2 separate regions of the Mus musculus genome follow, and region 1 is linked to region 2. Evidence: chromatin contacts called from public HiChIP or PLAC-seq data. All regions are on one chromosome and are shown on one strand. Each heading gives the region's core, a stretch centred on a gene start, on an enhancer-like site or on the middle of the called end of the contact. The rest is flanking DNA. Distances are from core to core; before and after follow the strand shown.

Evidence for each region. HiChIP or PLAC-seq counts read pairs in DNA pulled down with a chosen protein or histone mark.
Region 1: a contact with region 2 is called in an H3K27ac HiChIP or PLAC-seq map of embryonic stem cells, with 2.1 times the contacts expected there. The contact joins two enhancer-like sites. A contact is called at or near these places in 1 of 484 Hi-C or Micro-C datasets (embryonic stem cells) and 1 of 115 datasets of contacts at active chromatin or transcription factors (embryonic stem cells).

The regions. Positions count from the first base shown.
Region 1 is chr16:35,827,168-35,833,076 of GRCm38.p6, forward strand. It overlaps Hspbap1 (Hspb associated protein 1), which reads left to right. Exons shown (of 8, transcript NM_175111.3): 8 at 1-1,295. It overlaps Parp14 (poly (ADP-ribose) polymerase family, member 14), which reads right to left. Exons shown (of 17, transcript NM_001039530.3): 17 at 5,711-5,909. Among named protein-coding and RNA genes, the nearest start is that of Parp14, 41 kb to the right of the region's middle. Within about 2 kb of position 3,389, at least 17 of the 459 cell types and tissues checked have an H3K27ac peak or open chromatin away from gene starts, as enhancers often do. A contact at or near this core is called in embryonic stem cells, where this site is marked.
Region 2 is chr16:35,031,652-35,038,022 of GRCm38.p6, forward strand. All of the region lies in intron 2 of Hacd2 (3-hydroxyacyl-CoA dehydratase 2), which reads left to right. Among named protein-coding and RNA genes, the nearest start is that of Hacd2, 12 kb to the left of the region's middle. Within about 2 kb of position 1,685, at least 44 of the 459 cell types and tissues checked have an H3K27ac peak or open chromatin away from gene starts, as enhancers often do. A contact at or near this core is called in embryonic stem cells, where this site is marked.

The DNA of each region.
Region 1 (5,909 bases), core at 2,139-4,638, 800 kb after region 2:
AATCTGTTCTGATCTTCTGGCTCCTTCTCATTCTCTGGCTAGTTCTATCTTCACCTATGTCTAGCTTGTTCTCTCTCTGCAACCTGTCTATACTACTGTCCTGGTAAACTGCCTCATTCCCCTCTCTGCATTGTCCCTTAAGTAGCTTCCCTTCCTCCTCTCTTCTCACAAGAGTTCGACATATTCTATTCTGTCAAGTCTTTCTCTGATTCATCACTTTGCCACTCAATTAGACATCACTTTCAAACATGGATAGTTTCCTTCTACAAACTTAACTTTACCTACATCGTTTGAGATTAAAGGTAAGTACTAAGGACGTGTCTATACACCATCAAAAGGGATTAAAAGCATGTACAAAGGGTTGAACCACACCACAAATAGAAACAGGCTTTTTTTTTTCCAGTTTATAACTCAAATCTCGATGGGGGTTCGTTCATGGTGTGATTAAATATCCTGCAACAATGTCTGTAAAAGTGGGTGGTAGGAGATGAGTCCCTGATTTTGTAGAGGGCAATTACGAGGTCCTGGCTGATTGCAAGGGCATCCGAATGGTAAGCACCGTGAAAACGCTCATGAGCTGTTCCCACATCACCCTGCATCTCCAAGGACCACATCTGAGTCAGGAAAATCAACTGGTAAGTACTCTGGCTCTGCATGGGCCGGCAGAGCTCAGACGCATGCTTAGTATCGTCCAATACTGAAGGACAAGTCAGTAGTGCTCACATACCCACGTGGTGTTCAGGAGGCATGGTGGACTCCATGAGAATGTTTTAATTTTTTTGTTTGTTTTAATACATCCATGAATGTAGCAGTATAGTTGTATAGTCTGGATTTTTAAAAAAATATATTTATTTTTACTTAATGTGTGAGAATGTTTGCCTGCATGAATTGATGTGTGCAGTTCCCTCACAGGTCAGAAGGGGGCATTGGCTCCCTGGATCTTTAGTTACGGATGACCATAAACTACCCTGTGGGTGATAAGAACCAAACACGGGTCCTCTACAAGAACAGTGTTCTTAAACACTGATAAGTAAGCACTCTGTCCATCTCTCCTGTCCCTGAGTTTAGGTTTGGTTGGTTGGTTGGTTGTTTTTCATTGTTATCTTTTATTATTTTACAATATATTTCAAAAACTGCCATTATAGTTGCCTTGAGTTCTCTGAGAGCCATAGAACACCTAGATACACATAAACATAGTCTGATATACCAACTGACCTGGACCATCACTAAAAAAGGGGAGGGGGCTATATATAGTTTTTAAATAAATGTGTGACAATGCAAAATAAAAACCTGTTAAAACAGAAAGTAAACTTTGCTTTAATTAATGGATATAGAAAGGAGGTGATTTGTTGTTTTGTCTTCAATACATCTGGTTCTGGCAGCAAGCAGTTATATAGCATAGCAATGTTCCCTGAGAACGACTGCTTTCTGCTTGTACAGAGCACGTGAATCAGAGACCAGACTCGGGAAAATGGTCTAAATGCCTTTGTACTGGCTAATTTTGTGTCAACTTGACACAGCTGGCGTTATCACAGAGAAAGGAGCTTCAGTTGAGGAAATGCCTCCATGAGCTCCAACTGTAAGGCATTTTCTCAATTAGTGATCAAGGGGGAAAGGCCCCATGTGGGTGGTGCCATCTCTGGGCTGGTAGTCTTGGGTTCTATAAGAGAGCAGGCTGAGCAAGCCAGGGGAGGCAAGCCAATAAAGAACATTCCTCCATGGCCTTCTGCATCAGCTCCTGCTTTCTGACCTGCTCGAGTTCCAGTCCTGACTTCCTTTGGTGATGAACAGCAATAAGGAAGTGTAAGCCGAATAAACCCTTTCCTCCCCAACTTCTTCTTGGTCATGATGTTTGTGCAGGAATAGAAACCCTGACTAAGACAGCCTTCAACACCTTCCTTCCAGAAAGCCATAATGTTAATGAGCATAATGGTCTCGTGGACCATAGGATTGTATGGTTATTTCTCCCCAGGAACACTGGTTGGCTTCAGTGATCTCTAAGAGAAACAACAAAGATGCAAGGAAACCTCCAGGGTCCAACTTCCCTTCACTTTCTCCAAGTAGCAAAAACACCAGGTAGTAGCTCTACCTGGTGAGGATGCCTTTCAGTTTCTTCCTGTTAGTTTTAATGATGTTGCCTTTAAGTAGATTTAGCTGACTTCTAAAAAGAAATATTAGTTGTCAAGTATTTTAGAATCTTAAAGCATTGCATACATGTAATTCAGTCTTAAAAACAGAAGTGTATGTCTCTATATAGTTTACCTCCACTGAAGTCAGTTTTCTGGATAGATATGAAAAATAGGAATAAGTGACTAGTGCTGGCTTTCTTTCTCTCTAAGCAATAACGTGGATCTTGTTTTAGTCAAACTGACTGCAGTCCTTTCTTAATAACCACAAAAAGGCAATAAGCAGCAGCATCACTGGGATGGGTATGTGCCAGGCAGTTGACGTCTGACATCAGACCGACCAAGGTGGCACTGCGGCATTTTAGACATCCAATTTCCTTTTCTTTTTCAAGTTTGTCAGTTGTTTAAACTATTACTTTTCTCTATCAGGATATAGTGTCACCAGAGTCAGGTCAAGAGACCATCTGCTGCTCAAAACATCACAGTGGACTTAGTTATTTAAAGCCACTATAACCTAAGTAAGTAGGAATCAACAGAGCCATGCGTGGCCACATTCAAAATCTCCCAAAAGCACTTTATAGCTGCTAACGTCCCTGGTCCCTGTGTTTTAACTGGCCTACGGTAATCTTATTAAAATTACAGCGTTAAGACTGTACTTTTTTTTTTTTTTTCTTTTTTCCCAGAAACAATGGTAACTCAATCTCTGGGCCCAACAAGTAGAATCCTAATCTTGTAAGCCATATTAAATCTAATGTCTCCAGTGGTGAATCCTAGTGGATTAGCCATAAACCGCTACATCTTGTCCTTATGCTATCCCTGTCCAAAAAGAGCCAGAGTCCCTCTACTCCTTCCCCTATCCAACCCGGAAGTCCCGCCTACTCGCCCAGTGATTGACTCCTTCATTCATTAGGCGATTGGTTCACAAGACGTCACCTGACTCGCTCCTTGTCCAAAGCCCTTCCCAGGAGAGCAGAATTAGCATCAAAATACAAACAGCACCTGGCCCATCCACAACACTTACCCCTTTCTATTCTAGTAAAAAACAAAACCTTTCTCTCAAATACAAATTGAGCACAACTATTACCATTTTGCAATTTATAAAGTACAAGGTAGACCTAACATCCAGTCCATCATTTTTGTCAATAAAATAGAGCACTGTCATCTACTAACTTTAAAAAGCCTTATAATTCTACACCTGACTTAGACCTGGCTTTAGATTGTATGCCATCTGAAAACCATCCTCCCAAGCCTGTTCTCTCAAGGTAAATAGCCTGGGTTGGCTAGGAGACTTTAAGTAGTCTTTCACCCCGTCAGGAATCCGAGAGTGACCAACATTACCTGAAAATATATAGGAAGCCTAACACAGCTTCCAGAACTGAGACAATTGTAGAGCCAGCTGCCTACCTATACCTTCCCAGTAAGTCAGGAAGCTGGAGCATCCATCTATCTGTCTTCAGCCTTCTGGCCCAGGATCATCTGACAGACCTTAAAGAAACAGGAATATTAAGGACGAGCCTGTTCTGTCTCTGCAGAACTAAGCTGTGCTAACCTGTAACTTGTGTCCTTTCGAGAACAGTACAGGTCTGCAGGAGAGATAGGATGTTTCTGCTCCGTGGCTACCTAGCCACAGTGTTCAACCTCACCTGGAGGTAAGATGCTCAGCTGCTTCTCTGAGTCCACGAATGGGAAGCTGTTAGGAGCAGATATATCTCAACAAGTGAATAAATAACATTAAATATCATATCTGTGGAATTCTGACATTTTTGAAAACCAATCTATCTATGTAAGGTAATCTGGACTGTTCTCTGTTAACTATTCTCAGCCATTTCTAATTAAATATCTGAAAATCCCCTAACAATAAACTCAGAGCCATGAATTTTCTATTTTGCCTTTAACTCACAGGCTTAAACATCTTGGATCTATTTACAGTAACAGTTATAAAAGGACTGGGTCTAAGCCCTGCACTTTTAATTTTTTTTTATCAATAGAAGAAACTTATGCCAATGAAAACCTTGATTTTTGCATCAAAATAAATTCTGTTCCAAAATAAGAAATTATGACTTCAACTTAGTAACAATTAAAAAGATTTCTACCTGGGCTGGAGAGATGGCTCAGTGGGTAAGAGCACTGACTGCTCTTCTGAAGGTCCTGAGTTCAAATCCCAGCAACCACATGGTGGCTCACAACCATCCATAACGAGATCTGACACCCTCTTCTGGAGTGTCTGAGGAAAGCTACAGTGCACTTACATATAATAAATAAATAAATATTAAAAAAACATTTCTACCAGCTGGGCGTGGTGGCGCACACCTTTAATCCCAGCACTTGGGAGGCAGAGGCAGGCAGGTTTCTGAGTTCGAGGCCAGCCTGGTCTACAGAGTGAGTTCCAGGACAGCCAAGACTACACAGAGAAACCCTGTCTTGAAAAACCAAAAAAAAAAAAAAAAAGATTTCTATCAAATGAGATTATGGCTATGCAATCAATTCTAGCTATTCCTCCTTGTTCCAATTATGACCATTTCTACATTCCCTAGAAAGACAACCTATAATAACCCCCACCAACCCCAAAGCCCAGGGAACTGGGGTGACAACTCTTCATAACTTTTTTTTTTTAGTTTTATTAGGAAGGGTTCCACTGTAGTGTAGGAGTTAGACCAGTCAGTCTATATACCTGTGAAGTACAGTTATGGATCGGGACCCTCTGGAGAGGTGCAAAGCCACTTAAGAAGAGCTCTGCAAAACTACTGTTCTGACACGTTTGTCTGCAGTTCCCAGAAAAAAGCTGAGCTTTCCTTCTATGTGAAATCATTTCATTAAAACCATCACCATCAGCCATGCTGGAGGACTGAAGAGTGTCGCAGATTTCTGAGGCCAGAAGTTTTGTTTCTCCTGCTGCTAAATTCCGTAGCGGGTTAGCTATCGGCAAAGCATCAGGCTCTTCATTTATAGTAGAAGAGGATGAATTCATCTTCTATGACTTGCACATGAATAAAAGCTTCTTATATTCCTCCAGAGCTCCAGGCATCCGGAGCCTGCTGCAGCATCAGAGCCTCACCCACCAACCACCGTGGACGAGTGGCAGGTGGCAGAGACCCCAAGCCACTGCCTGATTCAAAGAACCACGGGGCTGAGTGGCTGGGGGCAAAACCTGAGTTTAGGTTTTAATGCTATTTATGCACTAAGGGGCTCCAAAGGCAAAAGGTACCTGAGCCCCAAAGTCCTGGTATGGCTGCCCTGGGTGTCAGGGCTGTTGGCATCTTTGAGGTGCTTGCTGAAAACAGACTCTAGATGGCACAGAGTGTCCCTCAGGTGACCAAGGAACATAGGACTGTGTGGCTTACAGTGAGCTCTCAAGACCTGTCACTGGCTCCAGGCTCGCTGCTCACTGGAGAGACTTTCTAAACCTTACCTGCATTGTACCCTTCCAGTAATTTCCAACTGAATGTTAGCACCTTAAGGGCCCCTTGGTGCTGTCCTATTTGGTTGTGACTTTCTATCAGCAGTGGCCACTGTTTGTCATCATTGAGCTGCTCCTATGTTTGCCCTTCAGCAGAAAAAAAAAAAATTCCACCAAGAGACATTTATTATGTAATTATGTAACTTTACTAGGAAGTGAAGACAATGACATATTTACTTTGAATGAAAGTGTCTGTAACATTGGTTGGCTAGTCATTCTTCAATGTAACATCCCAGTGTTATTCAGCCTTGCCCTGAGTTAACCAAATCACTGGAGAACAGAAGCAAATGGAAACAAGCCTCTCCCTTTCATTCCATCTCTTCATC
Region 2 (6,371 bases), core at 435-2,934:
GCAGGAAGCAAGACTGCAGAAATGATCCAGAAAGGGAGGAGGGGAAGGGAGGGACAGCTTTTAGTGTAAGATACTAGATGAAGCTAAGAAGATTCTTACTAAAGTTTTCACAAGACACACGATAGAATGAACGTGTTGTATCTTATTATATATAATATATAATATACATGTGTGTATATATAAAGATACACACACATATATATCTTGTTTTGTGTGGAAGGGAGCACTGGGAGTTGAACCCAGGGCCTTCTACATACCAGGTTAATACTGTTCACAGTGTTGATAATTATATATAATAGTGTTTAATTTATTTCTCTATGGAGTTTTGCTGTATTTTTTTTTTTAAGTGGATTTTCCAGGCTGGTCTCTCTGTCCTGGGTTTAAGCAGTCCTGTCTCAGTCTTTCAAAGCACTGGGCCTACAAACATACACCACCATATCTGGCTTTAGTATGATTTATAAACCGTAAACGTTAATAATCAGTATTTTTGGCCAAGAGATCAGAGTACAAATAATATAATGTACCTCGGGTCAAGCTTTGAGTCATCTGTGCTGGTTAACATGAGCAGCATCAGCATACCTTTAAATGCCACTCACAGATTACAAAATGCGATAGATGAATTGTTGGTGGATGAGTTATTGGTGGTGTCTCCCACTGTGTGAACCGTGAAACATGATGTGAGAACGGAAGGCAGACACAGCGTCAAGGGATGATGTGAGTCCTTTGACCTGAAGTGTCTAGGACACAGTCTGTAGAGGCTGAAGATTAGTGGAAGTGACTGCTAGCAGGTGCAGGATTTCCTTTTAAAGGGATGGAAATGTAACTAGTGATTGCACGACTGCAGTGACCAGAGACACTGAATTGCACACTTAGTTTGGGTGGTTTAGTGTAGTGAATTATATCTGGCTGTAAAGATGCTGCTTGTCTAAAGTGTTCTGTGGGTTGGTTCTGGCTTTGGATTTTGGCTTTGGATTCCTGGTAGTCATTGATAAGGCAGACTTCCTCCAGCTTGACCAAGTAGAGATTGATATTAGCATGGGATAATAGAGTTTATGATTGAGTCCCAGGGTCAGTACTATACACACAAATTGGAGTTGGAGTTACAGTCGTGGTAGCTTAGTAGTTGTTTGTTTTTAATCATGTTTTGTTTTGGACTGGGATTGAACCTTGGATCTCATGCGTGCTACATAAGCACCATTCTACTGAATTATATCCCTAGCCTTCCCTTTAAAACATTTGATTTGGACAAACAAGATGGCTTAGTGGGGCCAGGTGTGGTGGCGCACACCTTTAATCCTAGCACTCGGGAGGCAGAGGCAGGCGGATTTCTGAGTTTGAGGCCAGCCTGGTCTACAAAGTGAATTCCAGGACAGCCAGGGCTACACAGAGAAACCCTGTCTTAAAAAACAAAAAACAAAACAAAACAAAAAAGATGGCTTAGTGGGTAAAGACATTTCCTGCCCAAGCTTGGGGACCTGAGCTCATTCCTGGAAACCCACATGATGGAGGGAGAGAACTGACGCCACAAAGTTGTCATCCGACCTTGACACATATGCTCCCACACACTAATATTACACAGTTTTTAAAAAACAGAAAATGTTTCTTTTGAGACAGTATCTTACGTTGCCCAGGTTGCCCTTTAGCCCCATCTATAGCCCAGCCATGCCTGGAACCTGTCTCATCCTCATGAGTGGAGAGGACTGACTGTAGGCCTGCATGGGAGAGGTCTGGCCAGAATGGCAGTTTAAACTGGTTCCTAGGCAAAGCTGGATTGCTGAATGCTTTGGGTTAAAATAGGAGTGCTTGTTGGCTGTGTCCCAGGACTGGGAGTTCGTTTCTTTGCTTAGACCTGTTTGGCTGGTAAAAGCCATGTTGATTGCTATGCACCTCTTTCCTGGTCCTTTTACCTCCTAGTCCCCTCCGGATCCTTCTGCTGTGTAGAACCCCTTGTCTACAGTAAGGGGAAACATGTAGGTGTTTTTCTTACCTTTTCTTAGAGTTGATCTATGGCTGGTTTTGAAAAGCAGAATTAGTTTGGGGTGCTGTGAGAGACCGCAGAGACCTTCTGTCACATCTTGAAACCCCACTGGCACATTCTCGGCTCTACTTCTGTATTTTAGTCAGAGTCTACATGCCTCACTTCTCCCCTTCAGATCCCTAATGAAATTGGGAATGGATTTGAATGCCTTTAAAACAGAGGAACATCTTAACTGCTGTGTCTTTAAAAAGAAGGCTTCCAGTTTATCCCCTGAGTGTTTCTGGGCCTGTGGCTCAAACCTTGTCTGTCTGCTGTTCTCCTGTTAGCTTCCAAGGTGTGTCCCTAAGAGAGCTGCATGCTCCAGGCACAGTACCGCTTTGCTTCTGTGAACTGGTCTGGGCATAGTTCACAAGAGACCAGTTTGTCCTCTTTGTGGGAACCTGTTGATTTTCCAAAAACAGTTTTATGTCTTAAGGGACGTTTGGAACAATCTGCATGTACTTGTTAGACTCCCTTTATTCTGAAGATTGCTTTTAAGAGAACAGATCTCTAAACGAGTTTGGAAAGGCTAGCTGAACCAGTCATGTGGAGTCATCTAGTACAAACTTGTCGAACAGCCCAGAAAAACCAGCTTCAGAAACGGTGAGAACGGGATGGGAGAAAATGCATTTGGATGTAAAGTGTCACAACATTTGACAGGAAGAGGGAGTCTGTAGGAAATAGGCGCCCACCCACACAGGTGTCACTGCTTGACAACTGAGCAAATAGAAGTTAAGTAATACAGTGCTCACAGAAGCGAGGAAGCTAATGACTTTAGAAACAGAGTGTGCTAAAATTAAAAAGGAAAGCCAAAACCAACAACAACTACCCTAAATATATCCACAGTGACTGCAGGGCAGGAAGGAGACTGTAGTGAACTAAGCAGTAACCCAAAGGCTTAGGAGAGTGGTTATTTCCAGTCACAGAGCATCAGGTAAAGCAGGCTCAGCAGAAGCCATTGAGAGTTGTGTAGAGCTCACCATTTGAGAGGTTAAAAAAAAAAAAAAAACATGTTTCGATCTGGGCTGCCTGGCACAGCATAGATGTGTTATGCTGATGGACTGGCTAGGCAGTGCATGGCACTAGATCGGGGAGGCATAAGTCTGTTAGTGTTAGAACCTGTGTGTCCACAGAACTGACAGCAGGAATAAAACCTTTAAATGAGTAAGACTACCCAAAAAATAGAAAAATTAGAATGTATAATTCAAAGTAATTGTGGAGGAAAAAACCATACAGAGATGTTTGTGAACTAATAAAAGGCTGGTTATTGACAGTTTATGGCAAACCACAGAGGAGCTTTTCTGCCAGGAAAGAAAACCTTACTCCTTCTGAACTTCTCTTTAAGTTCTTAAACTTAGAACAAAGATCACAATTTTTAGAAGAAAAGAGACTTGGAATGAAACAGTAAAAGCAACTAAGAACCTTAGACTTCGACCTTTCTAGGAAACAAAATCCATTCAGGGCTAGGTGAGAACATTCTGGTTCCTCCTAAGGAGACACCATGACCTCTAGGTGGAGGCGGTCTGGTTCCTCCGGACTCGGGAAGAGAATCGAAGTGCATGCAGCTGTCTACAGAAAGAATACATTCTTCAGCTCTGTGTATTTGAGCTGTCTGCTTAATAATGTCTCAGATCTGTGCTGTTCAGTACAGTAGCCACTAGTCACATGGTTGTGGAGCCCTTGAGATGAGGCTGGTAGGACTGAGAAACTTGTTTGTTTTTTTTTTTTTTTTAAGATTTGTTTATTTTATATATGTGAGTACACTGTCCCTGTCTTCAGATATACCTGAAAAGTGCATTGGATCCTATTACTGATGGTTGTGAGCCACCATGTGGTTGCTGGGAATTGAACTCATGACCTCCAGAAGAGCAGTCAGTGCTCTTCCCTGATGAGCCACCTCTCCAGCCCCGAGAAACTAAATTTTAAATTTCATTTCCATTCTGGTAGGCACATATGACTAGTGAGTGACGCCTGCACCACCCAGGATAAGTAGATCCTGATCTAGATTGCAGACTGCCCAGGTGGAATTTCCTGAGTTTAGATTCTGCCAGGACAGAAGGAAGGGAAGGATGGTGAATGAGGCAAGGGAGAGGGGACTGCTATAAATGGTGTGTCACTTGAACTTTGGAAGCTTCTTTATTCATATGTTTAGAACAATGGGGCGAATATTAAAATATGTGTGTGTGTGTGTTCAGATTAGGGAAATGTGTAATATAAAAACAAAATCTGTGGGTGCTGGAGAAGGGCTCAAAGGGCATGTGTCAGACCATTGTCAGTGCTGCCCTTGGGGGCGGGAGGTGCAGGGTCTGAATAAGAGATGTCTGAGTCTACTTTCTGTGCTTTATTATACATTTACGTACCTCTCATATGAATCTTGAAAGACACAGTAAAGTCTATGTAATAGCATGCAATGGAGAACAGGATAGGTGAGGAAAATAGGATTAAAACAGTGTAAATAAAGACAGCTTAGACAGATCAAGAATTCAGTCTGACACCCTGGCTTGAGAGCTTGGGGTCAGAGACACATAACTGAGATCTGTATTTGCTGCACAGATCTACAGAAGTGGAAAATGACAAGGCAGGGGCTGCAAGTCCCAGGTTCAGTCTCAGCACCCATAGCCCACTTACCTCCCAACTGTTTTAACTCCAGCTCCAGATGAGCTGTTGCCTGTACCAGCATCTGTGGGCACCAGACATGTATGTGAAGACTAAATTATATACATGAATGCAAAACACTTATACACAGAAAGTAAAAATAAATAAATCTTAAAAAACAGAGAGCATGACAGGAGAATTACAAAAAGCTTACCTGACACAGACAAATAGCATAAATAACTGCTCTGCCACAGTATATGTGACGCCCTGGTTTCAACTCTCAGCGCCACAGAAAGGTAGGTGGGGAGGAAACAAAAGAAAGGCAGGGCCAGACTAGATGGCCGGAGCTGAGGCTGGAAGGCTGTGAGTTTGAGACCAGTCTTGGTTGAGTAGTAACTATCACAAGAGGAGCATACCCAGGAGAAGGGAGGGAGGACAACGATCACAGCATAAGATAAAGTTGGTTTCTCAACAGGCTTAGGAGTTAGGTGTTGTCTGTAGCAGGAACAAGAGAAGGTTTGATGAGCAAATGTTTATCTGAACAGAGAAACAATGTGTAGAGAAGATGTTTATCTGAACAGAGAAACAAAATGTGTAGAGAAGCTGGCAGAAGTGCTTGAGAAGTTGCTAGATATAGAACTCTGCAGACACAGGCGGTTAGGGCTTATGTAGCTGCGGCACAGGAACTGGGTTCCTGAGTGGGAGGCCGGAGCTGTAAAGGAGGAATCGGCAAGAGAAGAAAGGAGACCAAGACAGATTTCTGATCAAGGCCCAATGTTTAACTAAGAGTCTGTGCTTACAAAGTGGGGGAGGCCCATCCCCTGCCACGCCAGGCTTCTTGATGCTTTGTTGCCAAGTTGTTAGCACTAGTCTGCCAGAGCAGTGAGCATTAGGTCGTCAATTCCACAGGTTGTCAGCCGACTTGGGACTATCTCAGGAAGACAGGTTCAGCCTCTCAGTGGGCAGGGCCACTCAGGTAACAGCAATAGAATGGAAGACTCCACACCAGGTGGTCTCATTCACAGTGGCCCTTGGGGAGACTACAGACTTAGGCAGTTTAGGTTGGTTAGCATGGTGGCCTGCTCTCTGAGCAGTGAGCACACTGGATTAAATTCTCTGTTTCCTTCAGTGTTAAGTTCTGTGAGGCTTTAGCACTCCACTCTCAGAAAATGAAAAGTAAGCAATTAGTCAAGATAGTGCTACAAGATAGTGAAATTAAGTAACAATGAGAAAATATTGGCTACTAGGGAAATTTCACTTGTCTCCTTCAGTGGATGTAAAAGGATTTTGGAAAAACATTTGGGGTCTCTGAAGGTGATCAGTAAATGGGCGTTGTTTTCTTCCTGCTTATTTTGGCTTTTTGCTTATGTTCTAAACATTTAGAAAGGAGTTGGATGAGAAGGTGAGGAATAACCTGTTACTGAAGGCCAAGCTGGTAGGCATGCTCTTTGCTCCTCGCCGGACCCTGAAAATGGCTTACACAGCCCAGCACATCCTGGCCTGGACGGATCCATGAGAACCTAGGGTTCTTTTTTCAAGAACTTATTTTTTTAACACATTCATTGTTCAAGATACAGATTTCATTATTGTTAGGTTTCAAAGCTGGGACAACTGGCCTAATTAACATGCCTAATTTAACTGTGCCTAATTAACATCAAAGCAGCCCTCTCCAGGTTCACCCTGCATCTGCACCCTCGCTACTTGTTACAGGGCTGTCTGTCACCTGCAGGAAGGTAGCTATACATACTTTAGCAAAAGC